6 separate regions of the Mus musculus genome follow, and regions 1, 2, 4, 5 and 6 are each linked to region 3. The links are chromatin contacts, called in public Hi-C, HiCAR-type and promoter capture Hi-C maps. All regions are on one chromosome and are shown on one strand. Each heading gives the region's core, a stretch centred on a gene start, on an enhancer-like site or on the middle of the called end of the contact. The rest is flanking DNA. Distances are from core to core; before and after follow the strand shown. Region 1 holds the start of Mef2c (myocyte enhancer factor 2C). Region 2 holds the start of C130071C03Rik (RIKEN cDNA C130071C03 gene). Region 3 holds the start of Arrdc3 (arrestin domain containing 3). Region 4 has its middle 5.8 kb from the start of Gm51268. Region 5 overlaps Mef2c (myocyte enhancer factor 2C). Region 6 holds the start of Nr2f1 (nuclear receptor subfamily 2, group F, member 1).

The links. Promoter capture Hi-C pulls out the DNA fragments that hold promoters and counts their contacts. Hi-C and Micro-C count contacts between places; a contact is called where the count stands out from the background. HiCAR-type assays count read pairs that join an accessible place to other places.
Region 1: a promoter capture Hi-C map of pre-B cells shows a contact between it and region 3, with 6 times the contacts expected there. The contact joins the promoter of Mef2c here to the promoter of Arrdc3 in region 3. A contact is called at or near these places in 2 of 39 promoter capture datasets (the C10 cell line and pre-B cells), 3 of 484 Hi-C or Micro-C datasets (B cells, cardiomyocytes and uterus), 5 of 115 datasets of contacts at active chromatin or transcription factors (astrocytes, embryonic forebrain, embryonic limb bud and 2 more) and 1 of 9 other capture datasets (liver).
Region 2: a contact with region 3 is called in a HiCAR-type map of astrocytes, with 2.8 times the contacts expected there. The contact joins the promoter of C130071C03Rik here to the promoter of Arrdc3 in region 3. A contact is called at or near these places in 4 of 39 promoter capture datasets (cranial neural crest, embryonic stem cells, hippocampal neurons and 1 more), 6 of 484 Hi-C or Micro-C datasets (brain, cardiomyocytes, cerebellum and 3 more), 4 of 115 datasets of contacts at active chromatin or transcription factors (astrocytes, embryonic forebrain, forebrain and 1 more) and 1 of 9 other capture datasets (adipose tissue).
Region 4: a contact with region 3 is called in a Hi-C map of rod photoreceptor, with 18 times the contacts expected there. The contact joins the enhancer-like site here to the promoter of Arrdc3 in region 3. A contact is called at or near these places in 3 of 39 promoter capture datasets (cranial neural crest, embryonic stem cells and pre-B cells), 3 of 484 Hi-C or Micro-C datasets (embryonic stem cells, olfactory sensory neurons and rod photoreceptor), 4 of 115 datasets of contacts at active chromatin or transcription factors (embryonic forebrain, embryonic hindbrain, forebrain and 1 more) and 1 of 9 other capture datasets (adipose tissue).
Region 5: a contact with region 3 is called in a promoter capture Hi-C map of pre-B cells, with 9 times the contacts expected there. The contact joins the enhancer-like site here to the promoter of Arrdc3 in region 3. A contact is called at or near these places in 3 of 39 promoter capture datasets (the C10 cell line, hippocampal neurons and pre-B cells), 2 of 115 datasets of contacts at active chromatin or transcription factors (astrocytes and embryonic forebrain) and 1 of 9 other capture datasets (liver).
Region 6: a promoter capture Hi-C map of hippocampal neurons shows a contact between it and region 3, with 6 times the contacts expected there. The contact joins the promoter of Nr2f1 here to the promoter of Arrdc3 in region 3. A contact is called at or near these places in 3 of 39 promoter capture datasets (cranial neural crest, hippocampal neurons and liver), 2 of 484 Hi-C or Micro-C datasets (cerebellum and cerebral cortex) and 3 of 115 datasets of contacts at active chromatin or transcription factors (astrocytes, embryonic forebrain and large pre-B cells).

Annotation. Positions count from the first base shown.
Region 1 is chr13:83,522,986-83,527,121 of GRCm38.p6, forward strand. It overlaps Mef2c (myocyte enhancer factor 2C), which reads left to right and starts at 1,758. Exons shown (of 11, transcript NM_001347575.1): 1 at 1,758-2,095.
Region 2 is chr13:83,719,533-83,723,859 of GRCm38.p6, forward strand. It overlaps C130071C03Rik (RIKEN cDNA C130071C03 gene), which reads left to right and starts at 1,849. Exons shown (of 4, transcript NR_152245.1): 1 at 1,849-2,123. Gm52046 (a long non-coding RNA gene) reads right to left here and starts at 2,123. Exons shown (of 2, transcript XR_003950632.1): 1 at 1-2,123.
Region 3 is chr13:80,880,985-80,885,612 of GRCm38.p6, forward strand. It overlaps Arrdc3 (arrestin domain containing 3), which reads left to right and starts at 2,438. Exons shown (of 8, transcript NM_001042591.1): 1 at 2,438-2,945. The coding sequence starts at 2,666.
Region 4 is chr13:83,742,495-83,746,810 of GRCm38.p6, forward strand. No RefSeq gene overlaps it. Among named protein-coding and RNA genes, the nearest start is that of Gm51268, 5.8 kb to the left of the region's middle. Within about 2 kb of position 2,562, at least 154 of the 459 cell types and tissues checked have an H3K27ac peak or open chromatin away from gene starts, as enhancers often do. A contact at or near this core is called in embryonic forebrain, forebrain, olfactory sensory neurons and 1 more, where this site is marked.
Region 5 is chr13:83,648,702-83,652,924 of GRCm38.p6, forward strand. Mef2c (myocyte enhancer factor 2C) reads left to right here. Exons shown (of 11, transcript NM_001347575.1): 7 at 4,113-4,223. It overlaps Gm52044 (a long non-coding RNA gene), which reads right to left. Exons shown (of 3, transcript XR_003950630.1): 3 at 1-4,223. Among named protein-coding and RNA genes, the nearest start is that of Gm52044, 11 kb to the right of the region's middle. Within about 2 kb of position 1,315, at least 70 of the 459 cell types and tissues checked have an H3K27ac peak or open chromatin away from gene starts, as enhancers often do. A contact at or near this core is called in pre-B cells, where this site is marked.
Region 6 is chr13:78,196,145-78,200,307 of GRCm38.p6, forward strand. Nr2f1 (nuclear receptor subfamily 2, group F, member 1) reads right to left here and starts at 2,729. Exons shown (of 3, transcript NM_010151.3): 1 at 1,976-2,729. The coding sequence starts at 2,429. A830082K12Rik (RIKEN cDNA A830082K12 gene) reads left to right here and starts at 1,873. Exons shown (of 3, transcript NR_045195.1): 1 at 1,873-2,078.

The sequences.
Region 1 (4,136 bases), core at 508-3,007, 2.6 Mb after region 3:
GGCTACTATTGTCTACTCTTGTATCTTCTACATTATAGTACTCTGTGAACTTTCTCTTCCTCTAATCATAGTATTAAAAATTAAATGTTCATATTTTACACAAGCTACAGTACTCCTGGCATGCAATCTTTCACTATTTTGAGAATGCATAGGGTTGACTTGTATATAGTTGATATATTTAATCTTTAGCTTTTTAGGTGTGGTCGTGATATCTAGTACCTTTTTTTTTTTTCTAAGTATCAATTCTTTGTTAACCTATATTTTTACTATGGAAAATTATTCGACAGCTTAAACCTTAACCTAAGAGTTCTTATCAGTGTCTGCTCCTGCTTCCTGTGCAGCTGAAACTCTTCAGGATAAGTGAAGTCACCCGCTATCTATCGGTCAGGGGAGCCTAATGCATTTGGGAAGTTGTTTTTGGTTTACTTGCTAATGACCTGGATAAAGTCCAGTAAGGTGTGGAGGGAAGGAGGGGGCATTCTCCGAGGAAGCTGTCCTCTCAGTAAATTTGTCCAGATTGATTCGAAAGTTAATGGCCCGGGGATAAAGTCGAGATTTCAAAAACTTGTAATTAATTTATTACTAACATTGGAGGATCCTTTCGGCTCACTTTCTAGCCTAGCCCTCCTGACTCTCAAGGCCAAAAGCTTTATACATTCTGGGCGGGCAGGAAGCGCACGCTGGGATCGAGGCTTGCAGACATCCTGGATCGTGGCTTTTACGCGTGAGTAACGGAGGCGCGCGCGGACCGGAGCAAGGATGAAGTGGCTACTGAGAATCTAAAGGGGGCGGGGGGGGGGGGAGTCACTAGAGCAGCTCTTAGGGTCGCGCTCCTATTGGTCAGAAGGAAGATCTCGACTTCAGAAGGACTTTCCTGCTAGCTGGCTTGCAGCCTCCCCGGGGGAGCGAGCGCGCAGGAGCCTAGCGTCCTCTGTAGCGGCGGGGAGAGAGGCAGGGAGCCGCCGCTCCCCGTGTTGTCTTCCCTTTCATGCAATAAAGAATTGTCATTAGGTTTGCGTATGGCATGTGCCATTACCCCACCGTAAAACTAAAATTAGCAAAATGTCAGGAATGGAAAGATTGATTCACCAAGATGCAATTATCATTTAAAAGTGCTTGATTGAGGTACTGATGTTCAGTGATTTATTCTGCATACCATATACATAATTAAAGTAGTGTAGTGGAGTAATTTATCAATCTAGTTGAGACTGGAGGGGTGAGGAGGGAGCTGCAGTATGTTTGTTTTATTAAAATGTTGCGAGGTTCTAGTCCCGCCCCCCTTTTGCAAGAGTGAAACTGATGATTTCCCCAGCTCGGGAGGAGAGGCAACGGTTTGGGCTGGTTGGGATAGAGAAACGGAAAGGAAAAGGCAGCGCCAGGCAAAGGCAAGAATAAAATGAATTGGGGGACAGGGGTAGCACCGGAGCGTACGTGCTGCTTAGAACCCCAGCCCCGTGTGCTCCGTCTTGCTTGCCGCCCCCGCGTCCCCTCCCAGTATCCTTACATTCCCCCCACCCCCCGCTCTTTTACACGACCTATCTAAGGCTATGAGCTGCTCTCCTTTTCCCATTCGTCTCCAGTCACTTCCTTCCTGGACACAGTTTTCTGGACGAGTCTGGTTACTTTTAATCCCACCGGCCACAGACAACCACTTTCTCCTCCTCTTCCACCTCCTCCTTCGCTTCCTCCACCTTCCTCCTCCTCCTCTTTCTCCTCCTCCTCTCTCTCCTCCTCCTCTTTCTCCTCCTCCTCTTCCAGCGGCTTCGGTGCGCGCGCGAATGCGCAAGCCCGCGCGCGCCTCCCCCTTGCCCCCCTCTCGCGCGCGCACACACGCACACTTCGTCTCCAGCTCTCTGCTCGCTCGCCTCGCAGTCACAGACACTTGAGCACACGCGTACACCCAGACATCTTCGGGCTGCTATTGGATTGACTTTGAAGGTTCTGTGTGGGTCGCCGTGCCTGCAGCTTTGAATCAAGTGGAGAAGCACTTCAAGGCTGGACAAAGTAAAGATTATTGTTATTTTTTTTCTTTCTCTTCCTCTCTTTTAAGAAAGGAAAATATTCCAAGGACTAATTTGGTCGTGTCTTCCTTCATGTAAGTACCTCTGACATTTTTCCAAAAGAATAGAAATAGCTTGTGTATTGTCTCTGAAATCTGCACCAATCTCTTCCAGGCACTGGGTCTATCTATCCAACTCCTTTCTGGAAGGCTTAAGTTAAGGCTTGTTGTGCATTCTTTTCTTTAGACTCTACGATTTCCTTGTGTGTGTCTGAAAGTAACTTTTTAGATAGTAGTATCCGTTTGCCATCTGCTATTGAATTCACATCTGACTCTTCCTGTCACATCAGTTTGTTTAAAGTTTCAAGAAGTTAGTTCCTGTCATTAGCATGTTTGATAGGGTGGAGAACGTGGATACTAGTGTATTTTAGGATTTCACAGACTGTTCTGTGACCTTGAAGTCGCTGTCTTAAAATTTAGCTCTTAGTTCACTGTGGAAAGATGTTCCTATGAGTTACCCCAAAGACTGGTTTTCCCTGGGTTTGGATTCTGAGCCACTAGTCCTTGGGATGACTTTAAGCTAAAGCAGGGCTGTCTGCCAGAGGCCACCTTTTGTGCATCCTCTTCCCTCATCAAAGTGCAGGCTTGAAAGAGTTTAATTGGTGGGGACCAGAAGCAGTTGCCCTGGCCATGGTAGTCTGTGCATTGCACAGTTCATGTTTGCATTTCAGCATGTGCACTGTTGTTTAGATCAAGGGAAATATTAAGCTATTTAAAAACAAACAAAACTAAGTCACTTAGCCTGCCTTCTGTTTGGACTTTGGATGAAAGTTACTAAACTAAGTGACAAAGTTGGCCGTAAAGGAAGTCTATAGAGACGGAGCACATTGCTTATTGTATTATTGTGTATTATGCAAGTGTTTGAGTGCAATGCTAATGTGACTTCCTTTCCAGAGCAAGGCTACCAATTCTTAAGGAAATTGTTATGTCTGAGCCATTTTGTACTGTTCTAGATGCTATGGTTATGAACCTTTTCCCTCACATTTTTGAAATGGATGTGATGTGTTCTGTATAAAACATTCAGGATGTAAATGCTGACAGTGTATGTAGAATCAGGCTGTTTGCCAGTTCTTTAACTGGTCCTTGGTGGAGAATTGCTTTAAGACAAAGTGCATTTTACTATCGTTAATGTGATAGTAACTCTAAGGGTAACTGCCTTATGAAATGCTTCGTGACTATATGTGTTCTCTAAGTGCTGTAAAGAAAACTCCAGTCGCATTTCCATGCCTTTCCAGAAGAGTGGCCCGGCTCCCTCCACAGGCACCTTGCAATGGAATTGTGTTGCAGAGTAAAAACGTTTGTGTGGGGCATAGTAATCCCCCTCCCCTAGAGATTTGCTGGGACTTGAAATGTGACCACCTGTGAGCCACACTTAACCTTGAAGCCATACCGATTTTCAATTTATAGATAAAATTTCTCATTTAATTTAAAAAATAATGTCAGTTTGGCTAGTCTTAAAAGTAGTTCAATATGTATAAGTATGGCACCAATGGTATGCTTGTGCAGCTATTGAGTCAATTACAAAAATGCAGGCAATAAACCACGTTATTATCATCTAGTATAAGCATATTAATTATTGAATTTAAAAGTAGCCCTAAAGCAAGTGCATGGCAGGTAAAATGAGTTGTCCTTAAGTCCCATCACAAGTGGGAAAAAAATTCCTGAAATCAATGAGGTTTTGTACTATTTAAAGGATAATACATTTAATCCTGTATCGGATTCTGATCTTTACTCTAAAAGTATTCATTGATGCATACTTAACATATAATTAAAAAAAAAATTGGTACCCAAGTTAAAGGGCCAGTAGTTGGCAGTTATCTTTACTTCAAATTGTGCTGAACTTTATTTTTTAAAAAATGCTTTTCTTATTACTATGATTCACAGTTTGAGAATGTGTTATGCAGTTCTCACACTCCTTATTAGAAGCAGTGTTTTAACTTCATTCATTCACTACGCTATTTACATCTTAGTTGGTGTGCATGTGAATACATTGAAGGGTAATATTAAGGTGTGCTATTAATTTAATATAAATGTTTTTGGTATTGGTGGAAATAACAAATGACCATGTCATAATAAG
Region 2 (4,327 bases), core at 599-3,098, 2.8 Mb after region 3:
TTTAAGCCCACGGTAGGCATAAATCAGCAACATCTTCTAACTGTTATCCTGAAATAAAATTTGGAGGTAAATGAGTCCTTATACCAGGTGCTAAACAAAATAATGCCTGGGAAATTCTTCCTGCCCTATGATACGTGCATAAAGTCCAGCAATCGTAGCCTCTCAACTAAGTATACACACCCATAGTGCTGCGATCCATTTGGTAGTCTCACTGTAATGGCAGAAAGGAGATGGTTACCGCGACACCATTGCTATTATTGAAATTAAACAGCTTTGGAAGATATAATTGCTAATAAAAGGCTTCTTCTCCACGCCCCTCAAGGGTTTCCTCCCCCCTCTGACATTTTATGACGCGCCATTCAGATGAATGTAAGTAGAATTATGTGGAACCTAGCGGCCTACTGTACAAGGTCGCATCTAGAGATCAGCAAGGAAATGAAGATGGGGGGGGGCTCACTGTGTTTAGGTATGATTGTCTGAGAAAAAACGCACTCGAGTGTTTAGATATCGATGTTTTAAAACTTTTTCTCTTTATGAATTTTTCAAACCGACCGCGTGCACCCTCCGTGACTCCCCCGTGTCTGTGCATTAAAGGCGTCCATGAAATCATTGTATGGGGCTGGTTTAATGCGGTTAACAGAGAACTAAAGGGTTGTCTGTGTCGGAAAGCACGGTCCCATTTCTAATCCCATCACGTACTGAAGCGGTTTTGTGTGAATCTGTGGCTTCCACCTTTATCCACCCTGGATGTTCCTACTCAGGAAAACCTTTCCAACCGCTCCCAACTTCGGACGGTTGGCAAAATATCTTGTTTTCTGCCCTACTGATTGCTTTTCATTTTCAGCTTATTTTCATCTTACTTAACAATAATAAATGATCCTTGCAGTGTAAAACCTCAGTTTAAATGATCCGTCGTGCTCCAGCCTCGTTTTTTTTTTTTAAACTTCGAAATGTAATGTCAAATACGTTTAACTTGCTCCTGTCTTCAAGATGCAGGAGACCAAAACTACTTTTGTGCCAGATTTTACCTTCTTTCTTGCTCAGAACGTGCACTGCGCGCTTATATACACACATGCGTTCACGCGTGAGCACAAACACAAACGTACACACCAATACACACACATATAGAGAGGGGGAGGGGGGAGAGAGAGAGAGAGAGAGAGAGAGAGAGAGAGAGAGAAAGGAAGGAAGGAAGGAAGGAAGGAAGGAAGGAAGGAAGAAAGAAAGAAAGAAAGAAAGAAAGAAAGAAAGAAAGAAAGAAAGAAAGAAAGAAAGAAAGAAAGAAAGAAAGAAGAGGAAAGGGCATAGAAGAGGCAGAGATGCCCAGAGGCAAGCGGAGAGTCGGGGCTCCGCTTAACCCGGGCATTGGGAAAGCGGGGCTGGAGGTGGAACAGGACTCAACCGACCGCAGCCGCTCAGGCCACGGCGTTAAGCCGCCAGTGAGGGTGAGGATGCCCTGCGGGCTTCCGCACTTTTCTGAAACCAAACAGGATGGCTAGGCTCCCCGGCTGAAGTAAAAGTTCCGGAGGGTTTGAAGGCCGTGGAGAGTCACCTCGCCCGAGCAAGGAGGCTGCCTGGGGAAGCGGCCTCGTGGGCTGGCTGAACTGGGTGGAAGCCCTCGCAGGGGGTCCTGCGGTGCTAGCTTTTGTACCGCCCCGCCTAGGCCAGTCCGGAGCTGACGCACCAGCTCCCCAGAGACGCTGGGGGCGTCGCACTGCAGCTGGGTGGGGAGCAATTTATTCCTGGCGGTCACATCCCACCCCATCTTCTGTTACTCCACCCTACCCCTCCCATCCCTCCACCTCTTCCTCCTCCTCTTCTACCAACGCCCGCACTATCTTCTGGTTCTTCTCCTCTTCAACCTCCATTCTCCCCCTCTCCCTTCTTTTCCTCTCTCTTTCACCCTCCCCCACTCTTTCGTGTCTCTTTCCTCCTCTGAATAACCAAGCTGTTTTGCTTCCGAAAGTAGAGAGAGAGGGAGAGAGAGAGAGAGAGAGAGAGAGAGAGAGAGAGAGAGAGGAGAGAGAGGCCTTGCTGTGAATGGAAGACAGGAGGGACTCTGGTACATCTGGGAGTGGAAACTTGATGCTTCTGGGCTGTGATTTGCCAAGGTCTCGCCAAAGGTGAGTACTCTGGGGGCCCGAAGAGCTCTCACTTGGAAGGGTCCAGACCCCGCCCAAATCTGAGAGTCTGGTGGTAATCAAACAGCGGTTAAAACTGGGATGGAGTGAAGGTCGGGGAAGGGCTACAGCGTAAGGGTTCCAGAATAAATGGGTGCCAGTGCGCCTTGTAGCTAGCTTGTGGCTCAGGCTCCCGCCTAGGGCTGCTTCCCAACCTGCTAAGGTCATCCGAGACGGCTGTGACTTCTAGAGCCCTCTCCCTATGCGGACCTGCACCTCCGCTCCTTACATACCCTCGTTCAAGTGACGCTTTGGTATCAGGAAGTGAGAAAGTATTCTTCTCTCAGACCTTTAAAAGGGAAAGTTTGGCAAGGTGGGCGCTCTTTGGTTCTACTATCCCCTCGATTCTAACCTAGGATCCCTAGATTGTACAGGATATTGTTATTTTCCTTTTATAAAGAATGACTTTAACGAAAATTCGTATGTAGTCAAAAAGATTATTGGATCACCATGACTGATCAGCTGCTGCTGACCTACCAATAAGCGTTATTTAAATATACACGCACATTCGTGCGTGCCCCCTACACGCAAACACACTCGGGGGGGGGGGGGACGTCTATATGTAATGAGTAAGACAGCTCGAAGTTACCAAGAATTAAGAGGGAATCAAAAAGGCTTTTAAGTGTTATGTATGCATCTTCCATTTGTGTGCAGATTGGGGTGGGGGGGTGCCTGTCTGTTGCGTGTGTTGTCAGCTGGTTCTAGTTTCTAAGCACTGAGTGTTGCCAAAGGCTGGAGCCAGCACCCACCATTCACCTTGGCACCCTAGCGGCAGAACAGGACTCATTTGTTTGGTGCCAAGAGGTGAGGACCTGGAAGAGACTGGGGTGTAGTTAGGTCGGGGGGGGCCCCCTGCCATCCATTACACCTGCGGCAGATGGCTCAAGTGGTAGAATGGTTTTGTTTGCCAGAATCAAGAAGGGAGGAGGAGAAAATTCAGCCTCGCCCTACTGAAAAGAAGTACAGTAAAGAGCCAGAGAGATGAAAGAAGCCATCAAAACCAAGGATGCTGAGTCCTGGGCAGTTAATGACCTTGATACCTGGTTCCAATAGATAACAAGGCAGAATTTTATGAATGTATTTTTTGATCAAATGTTTTACACACACACAACACAACACACACACACACACCTCCGCGTAGATGCACACAGGTGTTCTGGGAGAACCTCTCCATGGGAGCTGACTTAGGAAGCTCTTCCTCAGAGCTTCATTCCCTCAGACTGCCAACTCATACACATAAAGGCTCCCTCCCTAGACAACCAACTATGGATTTAAGCAGACTTCAAATGTACCAGTCTCCTTCTCACAGAGTAATGTTTTCTGATCAATACTGCCACCCTTGCATCCGTTTCTTCATGTTACTCAACAAGCAGGGAATGGAATAACTGTGCCTTCTCTGGAGACAGTAGACCATGGGCATGTGACAAAGAGCCCAGTCCCAATCTAGTAGTTCAGTCTGTTTTCATTTCTTTAATTCTGTACTAAAGAGAGAGTTATATCAAGGGAGACCAAAACACACCAGGATTCTGTCTCCACCCTTCACACTAATCACAATGACCACTCACATCTATGTTTTTATAGCAAACATTTTCATGTTTTTTTATGACATGAATTATTATGCTGACCTAATTTTCTGTTCTAAATCAAGCAACTTTCCTTTACCCAGGGTATAATATGCTGACTTGTTGGCACTGGTTTGCATGCAAACACCAAAAAATTCCACCATTTTAAAGCACACGTTCCACTTTTCTGTATTTTTCACATCAGGGCTCAAAAATGTTTAAAGTTATACCAAAGACAGTGAAACCAGAATCCATTCTAGCTATGATTTGGGGGTGACAAATAAGATACATTCTAAAGTCCCACACAGAGAAGGGAAAAGGAACACTGCCGCTTTCCAAGGTGCTTGCAAGACCTAAAAACCCCTGTGAACTGGGTTTGGTTGCCTGGTGTATGTCTGCCCAGTATAGTCTAATTGTTCTGCAGTCTTTTCCCTCTCCTTCTCTCTCCTATGAAGGCTTCATTTTTCAAGAAGAAACCTTAATACTCAGCAAGATATAAGGCTCATTGAGAAGGAATAGAGCTCTGTTTTATTCAGTATTAGCAATGTGAGTTTACTCACACACCACACACCACACAGATTGCTA
Region 3 (4,628 bases), core at 1,188-3,687:
GGTGTGAAGATGAATAGCTGAAATCTAAATCAAAATACAATAGTGTCCCAGTGAAACATCAGAGAAGCCCAAGATAGCACGCCACAACCCAGCACTCCCAGCTGTCTCAAGGGGAGACATTTTGAGTCTGCAAATGCAAAGTTATTAAAATCAAAGAGAAATAACATACAAAATTTGACCTAAGCATAACATTTCTTTTAGAAATGAAAATATACACAAGTACTTAGAGGTACCAGCATATTTGTTTGTTCGTCATGCTTTTGTGGCTTCAATAACTAGGAGGGGAAAGCCAAATGAATCAAATATACTTGTTTACACACTTGAGGAATACTATGTAACAAAACCTCAAAAGGAAAAGGGGACCAAAGGGAAATAAATGCAACATGGGTAAAAATTATTGGTTAAGGTTTAGCATGTGTCCATTACTAAAGTCTTTGAGAAGTCACATTAGACTAATAGCAAAGTAAATCTAATGAAGCAAAAGATCCTAGGAGCATCAAATAAAAGAGGGAGCAATACAGGGATGGTGTTGATTCCCCATTAGAAACTTTACAAACTACAAACAATACTAGGATCCTTTTCCATTAAATGCAATTCTCAGGCTCTTACATAGTGATCCTTAATTTTCAGAAATGTGATACAGTTCACAGCACCCACGTAGCCACGTTCACATCTATAACTCCAGTAACAGGGAGTCTGAGGCCACCGATCTTCTGGCTTAACAGGTTCCAGAACACACAATGCGTGCTCTTACATAGATATACATACATAAATAAAATTTAAAAAATAATGTAAATTCTCGTTGTGCCCACTTTTAACTCCACTCCTTGCTCAATCTTCTGTGGTGTCTAATGCTGAAATCCACCTCATACTGAAGGAAACTTGACATTCTAGCAAAGACGTGGCTGTTACCACTAGGGGGAGAAAAACACCAATAGTATTTGTTACCAACCCTTAGCCCAAGGGTTAGACACTTTACCTGGATTATCCACCAGGTGTCAACCAAGAGAAGAAAGTTGCCCCTACCCCCCACCCCGGACCAAATACACAGATGTGTAATTTTATGCATAAAAAGCTAAACTCTTCTTGGCTTTTCCAGTAATTATTCTTCACATAGTTATATTTTAGGTTTTTTTTTTCAGTTCAAGTGTCAAGTTCAATCTAACTAAACATGTAGATTTTTTTTCTTTTTTAAATAAAGAAAACAGCAAGATGAATGTGTTTAGTTTGTTGTGATTCGACCTATCCAGATTTATCATTCAAAAAAAAAATCTAATGTTTAACTATGGACAACCAACCCCCCACATTTTTTGGTTAGGCATAATACAGGATTTTATAACATAGCCCTGTTATGAGGTTATGTTGATTGTTAATGATCTATTACCCCCTAAATCCTGGTGATGTTTATGACTGAGTATTTTACTCAAGGCATTAAAAAAGGAGAAATGTGCCTGTATTTAAAGATGCAGCACGGCAATTAGCATGTTGAATTAAAAGTAAGGCTTAACAAAATTAAGCCTCACTTATATAACAAATCATACTTAAAAACCAAAAACCACCTTATATGCTTTCCTAAGGCTTTTCAGTCTGTTGTAAACAATGTCAGCTAAATGACTATGTTCAAACCGCCTCTTATGAGGTGGTAATTAGGGGTGTGAGCTCTATTCTTATTCCTGATACAGGAGTTGTAATCGAGTCATTCCCTGCAAAAGGAGCAAAAGGTGATGTCTTGAAAAAGGACTTTTTCTCCCTTCGAGGAAGTGGTCAGGCCTACACACTACACAGACAACTTGATTGGGTTTGATGCTGTAGGAGCTGAAGACGGGAGCTGCCTGGAGCATTGTTCTTTGGCTCCTCAGGCCTTGGCTTAGTCCATTGCCACCCAGCCTACAAAGTCCTGCTTGCTTTTGTTATTTCTATCCAAGTCAACAACGCTTTCTTCTATGAACAATATTTGTCTGCTTTTTATTACGTTTCTTTTGAAATTCATTAGCTCAGACTCGGGCCACCAACCGCTTGCCCAACTGGTTTCTCCCCTTCCCCCACGGCTCGCACGTCCTCCGGGTCCGCGGCCCAGGCGCACACTCCTGGCCTGGCGCCGCCGGGTCCCTCTGCTCAGCTCCGGGAGCGCGTGCGGGGCCGGCGCTGCGGCCGCGGCGGGGGTGGCGGGGGTGGCGGGGGTGGCGGGGGTGGCGGGGGTGGCGGGGGTGGCGGGGTGCCCGCCTGCCAATCGCAGCGGCCCATGCACCGAAGTCGGCGGCGCCCGCTCCACACCTACTGTACCGGGAGCGTGCGGCAAGAGCCGGGCGCGCGCCGCGCGGGAGGGAGCGCGCTGGAAGGCTGGCCGCAGTCGCAGCCTGCGCCTGCGCACTAGGGTTGTTTTTCACAAAGCTGCTCTTAAAGTGAGCTGGCAGCCTCCAGCCGCCCGTCTTTGTAAGGAGACCACTGAGACGAGCAGGAGCGTGGAGCAGCGGCTTCTCTGCTGCCCTGACTTTTTAAGAAATCTCAATGAACTATTTGTAGACAATCACTGATCCTGCCTGCATGATTTTTTTTTCTTGCACGGCAAAGACACCCATCAGTGTTAAGTGAAGATCACATCTTATATGCGATCTTGACTTTTTTTTTGGTCTTACATTATATTTTTATAGATTTTGTTATAATCATGGTGCTGGGAAAGGTAAAGAGTTTGACAATAAGCTTTGACTGTCTTAATGACAGTAATGTCCCCGTGTATTCTAGCGGGGACACTGTCTCAGGAAGGGTAAATTTAGAAGTTACCGGGGAGATCAGAGTAAAATCTCTTAAAATTCACGCAAGAGGACATGCGAAAGTACGGTGGACGGAATCAAGAAACGCCGGCTCCAATACTGCCTATACACAGAATTACACTGAAGAAGTAGAATATTTCAACCATAAAGACATCTTAATTGGGCACGAAAGAGGTAAGTTTTTAATTAGTCACTACATTCGACTTCTTTGCATGAGAACTTTAATCTCATTTAGTGCAGTTCTAATCGGCAGTTTGTTAAAGGTTAGCAAACTTAGAAGCTGTAGTTTCTCCTTGACGTTCAAGCGTGTTAAGCCTTAATCCATGCAGGCGTCTGCAAAGTGAGTGCAAACTGCACTTAACTACATCTGTAACCGGCTTCATATCTGCCATACGCACCTTACAACGTGTTTAAATGTGACTCCGTCGTTTTACTAATATTTTCAAATTCATTTGCAAAAGCTGCAGTCCGATATTGGATTTCCTTTATTTTACAATCTTAGATACAGAAATGAGCTCCAATAAAGAACTGTAGTGACATTTAAGAAGGTTGCTAGATGTATCTGATTTTGATATTAACGTGCAAACGACTTTGAGGACTTGATTATTGTTCTTTGATAAAGGGCTTCCATCCCTTATTTTGACATATGGCACCAACACCCCCACGTGTTTTCCCCCTATTTTTCCCAATTCCCTTTAAAATGTACATCAAGCATCGTTTATTTCAAAGAATAATGTCTATCATTATGCAAACTATTAAGTCAGTTTTAGAAGCCATTCGGGGTCAGTGATTTTCTTCTCGGAGCATCATGTCTAACTTTGGAACGTGGATTCAATGAAACCCATGGCAGACAGATGGAATTGAAAAGTATATGACACATCGGATTTGGGTTTGGGGTATAAGACGAAGATTGAAGCATTGTCAAAGGGAGAAGGGGTCCTGAGATTTGCAATCTGTTGTTTAAGTGCCTACATTGTGGAAATACAGGCGACTCCAAGCTTGTTTTTCTAAGTTTCCACCCTTTGTTAGAAGCGGTTCAATCCTGTTTCGGACCAGTTCTGGGGGATGGTGAGGAGGGGCGCTTGTTCTCCTCTCAGCAGATTGGTTACACGCGTCAGGTGGTGGCGATGACTTAATTCCTAGTCCAAGAAGAATATAATGTTAAAACTGGTTATGTAATTTGTTTCTCCTTTCTAATGCAGTATTTTAGTGCAAATACTGGCGACTTTTCAGATAGAGGAATACTTTGTTTTTTTTTAATATCTAAAATGTACATCCTAGGGAGACGTTAATTGAACTTAAGGCAAGTGGGAAATGGAGGATGCTTTAAGTTACACAGAATTAATGTATCGTCTTTTAAATATGAAGGCGAAGCCAATTCTTAGGGTTTACGCACCTACACCAGGGTATTCCAAATACTGAATGGTTCCCTAGTTCTTTTTTTGCAGCGTCCACACGGATGGGGCGTACAATGCCTAATGACAGCGCTCTCGTTTTTTTTTAAAAAAAAAAAAAAAAAGGGCAGGCACATGAATTTGCTTTTGAGCCTGCTTGGACGTTGCAGCCTTTAATGAAATAAGAAGAGACAAAGACTTTTGCCTCGAAGAGTTCAGACTTGTAGTGGGGGGTATAGATAGAGAGTTCTGTGGACAAACACTTGATCCATTGCACCACGATCTCACGGTTAGGATAACTACCTGCACCCTGCGAGGTGCCCCGGCAAGCCTGGCTACGCGTGGACGGGCTCGCAGGGCTGGAATAGTTTCAATGACTTCAAACTGGCAGCTCGCTCTCAAACTAGCCTGGTAGCTGAGCGCCCGCCCCAGGCGCCCGGCGATAGGCGGAGCAGCGTTTGTT
Region 4 (4,316 bases), core at 1,312-3,811, 2.9 Mb after region 3:
ATATTTCCCAAGACACACAAGAGCTTACGAGTGTATTCTAGTGCCCTGTACACTTTCTTTTTATAGTTTCTAAGAGTTTTTACACACGTGTATCAATCAGTTATCTTTCAGGCTAATGTTCACATGATTTATTTGACTGTAAACAGAAAAGAGTAACAGAACAGTTCAGAAAGAGTAAAAGAAGCTGATGGTTCACGCTTTATTGAGATGTCTATTTTAAGTATAATTGACTTTGCAGTTTTGCTATTGTATCACCAAGTTCTTCACATGTAAGTGCAAAACAGCGAATAACTGCCATTTTGCTGAATAACACATCTGAGTTCCCAATGTCAAAGGTATTTGTGTGTGTGTGTATTCCTAAATAGGAACACCAACTGCAGTCTTTGACATTTAGAATATTTTAGTAAAATATTTAAAAAGAGGATGATCAAATGATAGCTCTAAAAGTGAATGTAAAGCTATAGGCAACTTATTTCCCTTGCTTTATTTTGTGATGTTACAAACTAACAGTGAAAAGTCACTCAATAATCAAATTATAAGGCATATATCATTAAACACAGAAAAAAAAAATCCAACCCAACAACAAAGATAGAAATTGAATAGAAGTTAAAACATAGATATATAGAAGATGTCTATAATCTTGGCAAAATAGGCATGAGTATGTTTTTCAGTGCCTTTCATTTTCTGAAGTTGCTATGAATATGTATAATAATAAAATAAATACACTATTTATATTAAAAATGGAATGCTTTTTTCAAAATAGCTTTTCTTCAGGTCTTCTTAAAGCATTACATTTTGTATTAATAGTGTTCTTTATGTTTATTTTAAGAATTTATATGACTTTCTTATTTGAAAATATGTAAAATTCTAATGTGATTTTGTGTTGTTTGATGATAATATAAAATTCATTTAAATAATGAGATGAGAATGCTTACATTTCAAATTGAAAACCACTTTCTATTCATAGACTACGTAAACATTTTAAGAACTTTTATGTTTAAAAGGGTGTTTTTTTTTTTTAAGTGGCTAGATGGGGGCTGGAGAGATGCTTCACTGGTTAAGAGTACTTGTTGCTCTTCCAGAGGACCAAGGTCCAATTCCTAGCACCCACATGGCAGCTCACAACCATCTGTAACTCCAGTTCCAGGACATCTGATGCTTTCTTCAGACTTCTTGGGCACCAGGCACAGACGTGGTACACAGACAAGCTTACAAGCAAAATAGCCATACACATAAAATAAAATAAAATAAAATAAAATAAAATAAAATAAAATAAAAATGAACAAAGTGGCTAGATAGTGAATAAAAACGATGTGCACATCTGTTTTCCTATGCGTAACCTGTGGAAATACCATTGTGGCTTCAGAACGTTGATACTTATTTCCTCCTCCTCCTCCTCCTCCTCCTCCTCCTCCTCCTCCTCCTCCTCCTCCTCCTCCTCCTCCTCCTCCTCCTCCTCCCCTCCTCCCCCCTCCTCCCCCTTCCTCCTCCTCGTCTTCTTCTTTTTCTTCTTCTTCTTCCTCCTCCTCCTCCTTCTTCTCCTTCTCCTTCTCCTTCTCCTTCTCCTTCTCCTTCTCCTTCTCCTTCTCCTTCTCCTTCTCCTTCTCCGTCTTCTTCTTCGATAGCGTTTCTCTGTATAGCTCTTGCTGCCCTGTAACTCCCTCTGTAGACCAGACTACCCTTGAACTCACAGATCTGCCTGCCTTTTGAGAGCTGGCATTAAAGGCATATGCAACTATTCCTGGAGGTCATTTTATATCCTCCAGTGACTCACATTTTCCTAAATTTGCTAAAATAAAACACACTATGTTATGTTGGATTCTGGGTGGTGGCTGTGAAATGAACGACAAAGAATAAATGTCCCTTGTGATTAAAAACTAGAATTAAAGTTGTTCAGTAAAAGATATTTGTAATACTAGGTCAATTGTCTTACCAGTACTTTGAGACTGTTAAATAGATCTTACAACAATGGAGCATGTAAGGCCGTTCTTCAGTGTCTCCGGATTAATGGATGGCTTTGTTATCCTGTTATTCTGTTCACCGCCCCCCCCCCGCCCCCTCCAAGTTAAACAAGCCGCAGCAGAATCATCCATTCCTATTTGCCTAGAGAACTTATTTCACCTTCTCTGCTCTACTTTCCTGTGAAATTAACCTAAAATACTGAATGGAAATTAAAAGCATATAGTTGTGATTGCTACTAAGGAATATTTGATTGTTCTCAAACAGGGCTGCAGGCCAGAGTTAGTAGACTACCTTAGAAAGATGATGGCCATCTTTTGAGGTACAAGCATGTGGCTTTCTGCTTTGCAGCCAACTGCCAGACCACAGGGGGTAGAGTTTAAAAAGTACAGATAATCGACTTTATTCAGAGAAACAGGGAGTTCTGAACCATATCGGGCTTGATGGTTTGACTGGATTTTAGCTCAGAGTCTGCACAACGCAGTCCAGAGATCTAAAAATAGCCAGGCTTCGCCTCTCAAGGTGCTTGGTGTGGGCGGTGTATGGAGCAGACAGCAGGCTGTGACTGGCTGCAGAACTGGCTGGGCCAGGCAGTGGCAATGGCTGAGGCTGCAGGTTCGCCGCTGGGCATCACAAGGCCCGTCAGCACCGGCCAACAGCCTGAGTCCTCCCTGAGCTGCCGCTACTCGCGGCGGGCGACAGAAAGCTAGCGTCTGATTGGTGTTTCCCGGGAGACCGGCTGCCCTAGCTGCTGGAGCTAGTGCGCCGGCGCGCGCGCTCCCGGCTGGTGCGCGGGAGAGGCGAGGGGCGCGCTGAGGTTCGGGTGACCGGGTGGGAAGTCTCCCTGGTTCGCGGAGCTCACGTGCTCGCACCCCGCCGCGGGAAGGTTGAAGACCCCACCGGGCTGTGTAGTCCAGGCCGCCCCTCCTCTGCCCGGCAGGCTGAGAGCATCTATAGGGGATGCTGAATGTGATTTGCTTGTCCCTTGGCAGGTTACCAGGGTCCTGGCCTTGCTTGTGCCTCTCCAGTGTTCATTTGCTTAGGAATCCTTGAGTTGTGTTTGCGGATAGGGTGGTGTTGGGGGTTAGTCTATTTTGGACAAGGGTTTCTGGCAGGCAGATGTTTTCTGCCCCAGAGCCTCTTACTTGTCTGGTCGGCTCTTTAGGGTTAAAGGGGTTCTCTACTGAGCTTTTCTACCTCTGCTTACCCTTGCCCTCAATAGTTCAGGTTTCATGATTGTGTCCCCTCTATCTCCTCATACTTTTTTTTTAAGTTAGTGGGTTGCTGCTGACAGAAAAGGATCCCTCAACCCTCATCAGAAAAAATTGGTACAGGGTGGTCCTGGACTTGGGTTCAGGGAGCACCCACTTAGGACCTCTCCAGGAGTCGCACCAACGAACCAACAGGAACTTGGGGCATCTTCACAGCATCAGATTTGCTGCAATTATTTATCTCTGTTGGGTGGATACAGTAGAACTTGCTCAGAGTTTACTTTAAAAAAAAATCGGGGTCTTAAGCACTTACTAAAGCCAGTTAATAACATCATGCATGGACATTTAAACTTGTTGTAAGATGCAGACAGGATTAAGGGGAAGTCACGCTGTGCGCAGCTAATGATACCATCTTAACTCTAACTGGCCTAAATCCACCTCCCTTGGCTCAGGTCCGGGTCTTAGACCCTTCGATGATCCTAAAAAAGAGGGAGGCCTTGGATGAGTGAACTGGGCAGACAATAGGAGCATCTTTAAATGTTGCTTTAGGTGACAGTCAATAGTCCTGGAAGGCTATGGTGGGTCTTACTGTTGGAAAATGAGCAAGACCACCAAGAGAAGTCCTAAGCACACTGGTGTGCTTGTTCATGTGATAATAATGACACACATCGAAGGGTATTGGCCAACTTGTAGAGCAGTTTTCATTTTGTTGTCCACAGGTGTGAAAGTTGTTGTATGCCCGGGGTGGGATGGGGTGGGGTGGGGGTGGGGCTTTCAGATCCCCCAAAATGATGACTTCCTGGTTGCCGGTCTATTTGTAGTGCCAAGGCCAGCTACTTTGAAAAAGATAATCCAGGGTAGTATTTCAAAGGTAAATTTATCAGAGTATTACTAATAACCTCTTGACATAAGTTTCAAATTGATTATTGTTTTAAAGGAGTTTGTGACTTTTATATGACAGGGCAAATTAGAAATAACCCTGGGAAAATGCTTCAAAAAATGCTGCGTTATTAAAACAGCTAACAATACCCATCTGGTTCTGTCACTAAGTAGCTGTCTGGCAGACTCCTTGTGTTTATGAGTTTCTTTAGTAGGCATATGCCTTGAAAAAACAAGTTATCAGGATAATTTTTAACTGTAGATTAG
Region 5 (4,223 bases), core at 65-2,564, 2.8 Mb after region 3:
AAATGAAGTAGAAAAGGCAGAAAAGTGCTTTTAAGTTAACTGTGGGGAAAAATTACCACTATATTTGAAATCTTGACTATTTACACTGCTTTCATTGTTTATTAGACACTTGTAGGAGCAGAGGTAGAATCTGTTATCCTTCACGTGACTACATCATAAAAGCCTAAATTGGTTCATAAGAAACAATATTTTTAATCAAATGAAACTATAAAAGCTTCATTGAACTCTAAAGTCACTCTGTACCTCATTTTCCTATAATGTATAATCAGGAAATCCATTTACCATACGTTATAATTTTTGTCCTTTCAAGTGGTCAGAAGAATGTGACATCTGCATACGGTCACGTCTAAATTGATAATTGTCCCAGTAGAGTATAATTTTGAAACATAGCATCAAGAAAGTTGAATCTGTATATTAGAAGGTTGTCGAGAGGTGGTGTTTCCCACCTCCTGGGTCCCTGAAGTTAAGTGTGGCCATGCTCTCTGGTGAATTTATCTTAAGGTGGGCCCTCAGCCTCCACACAGGCCAAAGCATTCTGAGCGAAAAGGAGGCTGCGGTTTCCCAGCCAACTTAAATGCAGGCTCTTCTTAGCAATGAGCCACACACATGCATTCATCATTGACTTCCAAATGATAGGTTTCAATATCACTGGTCTAGGGTCCACAGTCTCACATTCCTGAATCTATATTATGCCAAAAGAATAACAATTTGGTGGCTGGAAACAGAAATGGTTATTATACTTCTCCAAAATGCTAGCTGGCACAATATTCTAAAAATAGCAGAAATTCACTCATAAAAAATAGCATTTATTTGTTCATAAAAAATAATTTTATGCTCCGAAAATATAAGTGTAAAAATGTCATGCTTAACTGCCATTTATCCTTCTTCTTTTGAAATTACTTGGCTAATTTTCCATTTGATTGTTTATTTAAACCAGATCTCACACAGGGTTAACATGTACATGACACCTTAAAACTATGGAACTAATCTTCTAAAATGGTGTAATTTCCAAATAGCAGCACATATTTCAAGAGAGACATAGAATGCTTTTGATTCCATTTTTTGCTTCTGAGGTGTTTACTGAGTGGAAAACCACGTATGTGTGCTTCCTTTTCCCCTGCTCACTGCCGCTCCAAAGCGCTGTTTTAAAATGTGGGCAGAAAGACTGGGGCTTTTTTTGGACTGTCTCTGAGTTTACCATAGAAAATGTTTTTGAAGAGACTTTTTTTTTGCACAGCCTCTGTGAAGCTCTCCACTTTCTCACACTGGCCCCGTGCTTGTCCTATCTTAGGACAGCACATGTCGTGAAGTGGTTTTACTTCCTTTTAGCAGAATTACTGCTCCATGCAAACCAGCACCAGCATCTACCCAGGCAGGATTTTAGTTTCTCATCCTTTCAGGCTTCACTGCCCTGCTTAACTGACATTTCTTCTTCTTCTTCTTTTGAAATTACTTGGCTAACTTTCCATTTGATTGTTTATTTAAACCAGATCTCACAGAGGGTTAACATGTTTGTGATGTGTGTCTGTGTGTGTGTGTGTGTGTGTGTGTGTGTGTGTGTGTCTGTGTGTGTGTGTGTGTGTGTGTGTGTGCGCGCGCGCGCACTCAAACTTCAGCAGGCAGGAATGCATGCTGCAGATATCTTGGTCTCCTCCTTTCCTTTTCGTGTAGGGACTCTACAATTCTGTTAAAGGCCCTAACACAAAATAACGTTCCAAGGAGACCCATTAAACACAGAACTCCTCTGTGCAGCCTAACTCACCCATTATCTTTCTTACAGAGTACGATTTGTTTATATTTCTTTTAGTGAGAAAGGGTAAATGTATTGTTTCAAGTAAGAACTTTTACCATCAAACACTGTCCAAATTAACTGTAACAGATAATTTGGGGTTTGACATATTTTCCTAGCTATAATTTAGCAACTTTTCTTGATGTTTTATTATAGAAGACTAATTTGTATTCAAATTCGGTGCAAATTTCTTAAACAACGACTTTGTAGTTGGCACTTGTTTTGGGGATGTTTCATTTGTTTTATTTTCATTTTGCCTCAAGATACTTGTTAATTTTTACCATGATCCAGTTGCAAGATTGAACCTTGCGAGTTTTTATATATTCAGCCTATTCATTTATTCATGAAACAAAGCAGGTAAATGAATTGGATATGAAGAATAAGTGTGTTTTGGACCACATGACCCAAATATATTTTAATTCAGAGAGTCCCCAGTGGGACAGTTTGGGAAGAAAGGAGCCAACGTGGGGTAGAAGGAACAAGAGAAGGTGAATATATTGAAGTGCATTGTGTAAGTGTGCGAGCATGTCATAATGAAACCATGACTTCATACAATTAGTATTGGCATAGCAAAACATTTCTGTAAGTATCTCTTTGAAACATGCTTGTGCGTTCCCCTCCCAACTCCTTGTTTTCTTTCTGAAGCTATTGCCATAGACTCAAGAAAGATCCATACACATAGGCTTTTCCAAGACCACCCTTTCCAGTGTTGCAGATGTCTAACCATTCAGGGACCAGTTTCTATCACTGTTCTGAAACTGGGTAGTCTCTACTTCTAACATATCATCATAAAATTGGAAGTCCCCACTGACCATCTTCTCCAAAGAGCACCTACGAAGAGAACCCTGTTTTCACTGGCTCCTTTGTAAGCAGATCCCTCCCAGTTTTCTTAAAGATGCTGGGTAAAATCCTCCCTCAGCCTGCCTCTTACCCAGTTACCGAAGTCAGCTGCCTAACTTACCTCTTCTTCTCATTTGTTGAAATACACATTAGTTCCTACCTCTTCCTAAACTTGCATTAGGTAATCTCTTCTCCCATAGATATTGAATAACATATAATCTATATTATTCTACAACCGTTTTGCCCTTGGTTTTTTTTTTTTTGTTTGTACATGTTCCATAAGTGTGCATTGCTTAACTGCAAAGAAATCTCAGAGCCCTCCAAGGCTGCCTTTGCCTTCCTGCTGAGAAGCACATGGTCTCCTTCTTCTAAGAGTAATAGATAGTTGTGTTTTATAATGATGGTAATAATGAATATAACAATAAAATTAACCATCTCCTTTAATGGTACTTGGAAGACGACTGGCTAGTTTTCTAGGAAGCATTATTGAATCCAGCAGTGGGTTTCTCCTATTATCCCTCAGGAAACCAACAGATAGCTTCCCAGGTTGGCTCCTACTCCACTTCAAGATGCCTTTCCAACCAACGCCTCAGCTGCTCCTATCAGTGAGGGTAGTGCGTTTTAAAAGTGGAAAACAGAGGCTTTCAAATACCTACTTTGTTAGTAGGAGGCTAAATATCAGATTCTGGAAGAGCCTTAATTCTTAGCGATTAGTGAACTCTCCCTGTGTCTGAATGAGTCAGCACTTGCCTGGAGGCACCATGGTTTCAGTGCCTGAGGACTGCCACTTTTGAAGATTCTCAGGAGCAGGAAGTGTGCAAGGCTTCAGGCCATGTGCTGAACTTGGTGAGGAGAGTAAACTTGAAGTAAGAAAGGCCATGGAGAGAGAGTATTCACTTAGAGTGGAGAAGACTGAAGAGCAAAATGTACGTGCAGTTTTTCCTCCTCCTGCCCGCCCGCCCTAGAAATTACAGCCTTGGTGCCTTGCCCCTTCTTCATCTGAGGACACACAGACACACAGAATCAAACCCAAACCAAAGAACTGGAAGAGTGAGTCACTCCAGCCAGCCTCTGCCAAACTCGTCAATTAAGTGCAGGATCAGTTATGCACTTTTCTTAGATCCTGAACTGGCTGTCTGAATCTCTTCCGGAGGGTGGAGGAGGGGGAGAAAATAATAATAATAATAACAAATGATGATAATAATAATAAATTTTAAAAACATATGATATGCAGATTTCTGATCAAGTTAAAGATTTGCTTTCTTCTTATAAAAATAAAAAGTTTGTAATATCCTTTTGGAGGTATATGAAACAATTAACTGGCAAGCTGCCTTTCCCACAGAAGTTAAATCAGTCAGCCTTCATGTGTTGATTTGTATGACTCACAGCTAGGCGTATCCTTTTATCTTCATATGAGCTGTTCTTTAAAAACATGCACACGCCTCGATTTCTCCCTGAGTTTTGTCATCTCTTGTGTTAACAGGGAATGGATACGGCAACCCCCGGAACTCACCAGGCCTGCTGGTCTCACCTGGTAACCTGAACAAGAATATACAAGCCAAATCTCCTCCCCCTATGAATCTAGGAATGAATA
Region 6 (4,163 bases), core at 1,479-3,978, 2.7 Mb before region 3:
ATGTTCCCATAATCTCTAAAGTGCTACAGAATAATTTTTAAAAGATACAAGTTATATATATATATCTTACTGAGTTGGACTACCAGCAAGCATAACACACACCTCCTCCCATCTTCCCTCCTCCAGACTGCCCCATACAAATTTCTCACTATTAAAAGAAACAGAAAATTAAAAAATTTCAAAGAAGTTGAACTTACAGTAGCCAAACATATTGAAAAAAAGTAGGAACTACAATTAATGTCTGTCCTGTGCGATGCCACTGCAACCTGCAGCCAGCTTTGCCCAGTGAATGCGCGAGCTTGCAACTGCAAAAACACTGGATTCATTACCCATCTGAATGCAAAACGTAAGCATGCATTGAGTTCTTAAAGCTGACCAAAGTTTTTTTTTTTTTTTTTTAAATGTGTATGTTTTACTTCAACAGTGCCAGCATTTTCAATTGCCATGTAAACAAAGACAACTCTAGGGAAAGTTAGGGCTACTGAACTGCCATCCCCCAACAAATTAGTAGAGCGAGGTCCATGTCCACAGAGCTGTCCTACCTCAGGCTCTACATCATTTTCTTTGGTTCTAATTCCAACAAGAGTTTCAGTGCGGTTTACGCTCTTTGAAACACAATGGTTAGAATACTTTTTCTAATTATAGTTTTGAACTTGGCAGTTATTTTTCAATTAAATGAGAGCACAATTCAAAGTTTTTTTGTTTTTTTTTGTTTTTTGTTTTTTTTTTTTTCAGATGCCTAAACAATCTCCCTGGAGCTAGCAATGGAGTCGTCATATTTGCCTTCTCCTTGAGATCTGAAGGAATTCAATTTCTTTTCTTGTGGCATATAAAATATAATTTTGAAGTCAATTACAAGAAGAAGTAATCTATGTTCTTCGAAATTGACTGGTTCACTAATTTGACTATAAGATATGTTTAATGATTGCCAGGAGATAAACTTTAACTATAAACCGCTAAATATATTTGTAAGAAAAGTGTTCCATCTCATGCCACATGAATATGAAGCATATCCAAATTAAACATCAAAAGTTGTGCTTAATAAAAAAAAAATCTCACACATCGATTAAATGATGCAGAAGCTCAAGCCAGCTGCAGTCTGTGCATTATAGCCAGATCAGAAGGATCGGTAAATGCCGTTGTAAATTGTAATTTGTATGCAGTATTTAAGCAGAGGGTGGAGTTTGATGAAGAAATAAAACGAGTATCAAGCTTTAAAAATGACACTACTATGAAAGCAGGGTTCAGTCACAAACTTTCCTTTCAAAGTATAGGGGTGAAAACAAGGCCACAGCTCGGGAGGAGGCGGCCCCAGATCCCTGAAGAGGAGAGGGAGCCAGTGAACAGGCCAGAAGCCCCCCTTCCCCCCTAATTAGACCTACAAGTGCAATAAATCTCACTCCTCTTTTTCCAAGCTAAGCTTCCTAAAGGATGGTGGCAGCAATGAATCTATGGTTCAGGGTCCTCCAGCCCCAGTCCTCTCCCATTATAAATAAAAGGTACGATGAGGCAGAGGAGAAAGTAGAATGGGAAAAACAAAAAAAACCAAAAAACAAAAACACACACGGAGAGAAACGGTTTTCTGCAGAAAATCATCACCCCTCCCAAGTTCATGCTAGCACAGCCCCAAGCATCCTCACACACAAGCGGGAACGAGACACACACGGAGCACATCCAACAGAGGAAGGGAGGGATTTTTAAGCTACAGCTCACGATCCCAGGGACACAATCTTGAGCAGGCAGCGGGCGGGGTGGAGGAGCCGGGGAGAGGAGCGCAGGGCGGGAGGGGGAGGCAGCGGCAGCGAGCTGGGGGGGGGGGGACGCTGGGGGAGGAAAGCAGCGAAGACTGGGAAGCCCGGACCGGCTGGGACCACAGAAGCCCCATCCCCACAGCCACAGGCACCAAGGCGAGAGAGAAAGAAAGAGCAGGGAGGCGGGCGAAGCGCAGGGAGAGAAGCAGAGAAGAAATATTCACCTTCCCGCCTCATGCCCACTTTGAGGCACTTCTTGAGGCGGCAGTATTGGCACTGGTTGCGGTGGTGCTGGTCGATGGGACAGTTCCTGTTGGCACGGCATGTGTAAGTTAAGTTCCTGCGGACGCTCCTCTTGAAGAAACTTTTGCAGCCCTCGCAGGTGAATTGGCCGTAGTGCTTGCCGCTCGACTTGTCCCCGCACACCACGCACTCGATGTGCTGCTGGCTCTGGCCTGAACCGGGCGGGCCCTGGCCCTTGTCCCCTGCCGTGCCGGGGGTGGCGGGCGCTCCGGGCTGGCCCGGGGTCTGCGGCGTGTGCGGCGCGCCGGAGCCCGCCTGCTGCTGCTCGCCGCCGCCGCCGCCGCGGGCTGCCTGCGCTGCGGGGTTGGGGCCGCCGGGGTTGCCCCCGGCCACGTCGTCCTGCGGATCTCGCCAGCTGCTAACTACCATTGCCATATCTTTGGGCCCAGGGAGCGCTGGGGGGAGCCGAGCTGCTCGCCGAGGGCCGCGGGGCGCGCGGGCGCGCTGGGAGGGGAAGGGGAAGGGGAAGGGGGGAGGGGGAGGGGGCGGGGGGCCCACCGGGCGCCCCGGGGTCGCCGGAGCCGAGCCCGAGCCGGGCACCGGCCTCTGCCTGCGCCGCCGCCGCCGCCGCCGCCGTTACTGCCTCAGCCGCCCCGCTGCTGCTGCGCGCCCGCCCGCCCTGCTGGCGTTTTGTTGTGGTTCCTGCTGTTTTCTTTCTCTCTTTTTGCAGCCCCCCCAGGCTCTCAGGCTCCCCCCCCCCAACACCCCTGCTCCCCTCGCCCGCTCCCCCCGCACTCCGTTCCTGGGGGGGCCTCTCTCTCTCTCCCCCCTCCCCACCCCCCAGCGAGCGAGCTCCCTTCTCTCGCTTTTTTCTTCTTCCCCAACTTGCAAAATCAGAAATGGCACAGGCGGCAGCCGGGAGCGGCGCGGGGCGCAGCGCCGGGGGCGGCGGGCATGGGCCACGGCGCGCGCACACTCTCGCCCTCCGCCTCGCCCGCACCCCCGCGCACACACACACTCGCACACACACTCGCTCACCCGCGCCGGGCGCCCGCCCGCCCGCCCGCCCGCCCGCTGGCCGCTGGCCGCTGGGGCTACGCGCAGAGCGCGGGCTGAGCCGACATAGAGGAAGCGGCGAGGGCGGCGGCGGCCGCGGAGGAGGAGGTCGCGGCTGCAGACGCTGCTGGAGGAGCTGGCCGCCGCTGCGTGCTCCGCTGGAGGAGCCCGGGCCCGGGCGGGAGTCCGAGCCGGAGTCGGGGCCGCAGCCCGAGAGCGAGCCGAGGCCGGTGCTGCCCGTGCCGCCGCCGCTGTCCTGGCGGGAGCCCTCGCCCGGTTTCAAGAGTGCGGGGAGCTGGGAGAGTCGAGCAGGATCGGGACGAAGCTGCCGGCGAGGATCAGGGCGCTCGGGTGTCTGGGGGCCAGGTCCAGGGCCGGACGCAGCCAGCCATTCAGGAAGGCAGCGCTGGAGAGCGGGAGGCAGCCGGCGAGGAAGATCACACACTTTGCTCTTTTTGTTGTGCGGGTGGCGCCGGGTTCTCTCTGCCTTCTTCTTTCGGGAGGTGACGGAAGGGGGAGAAAAATACGAGATAATTCACGCCAGCGACGAATTCACAGCGAAATAGGAAAAAAATAAAAATCAGAAGAAAATGCTTGAGAAAATAAGGAAAAAGAGAAAGCGAGAGAGACATCCAAAGTAGGTCGAATAAATAATCCTCTTCTTTTCCTCTTTCTTGCTTCTTCTGCTTCTTCTGCTATAACACACAGAGCTAGTTAAAAAACCCTGGAGATCGCCCAAAAATGTTCTTTTTTTAGTATTTTAAATAAGTGCTCTTCAGCTGGGAACCAACACCCTCCCTCCAAAAAAAATCATATATATATATATATATATACATACATATATATATATAATAACGATAAGAAGAATACTGAGGGGTGCCTCCTCCTCCTTTTTTTTTCAAGTTTAGTCTTCTCTCTTCTAGAGGAAAGGAGTGAAAGAGAAAAGGAGGGAGAGAAAGAGGAAGGGCGACAACTAGTAGAATATGTAAGGAAAAGAAAGGGGGAGAGATAGGGCAAGAGGAGAGTGGGTGAGAGAAAGGAGAGGAGGGAGAGAGGGGCGAGAGGAGAGGAGAGGAGAGGAGAGGAGAGGAGAGGAGAGGAGAGGAGAGGAGA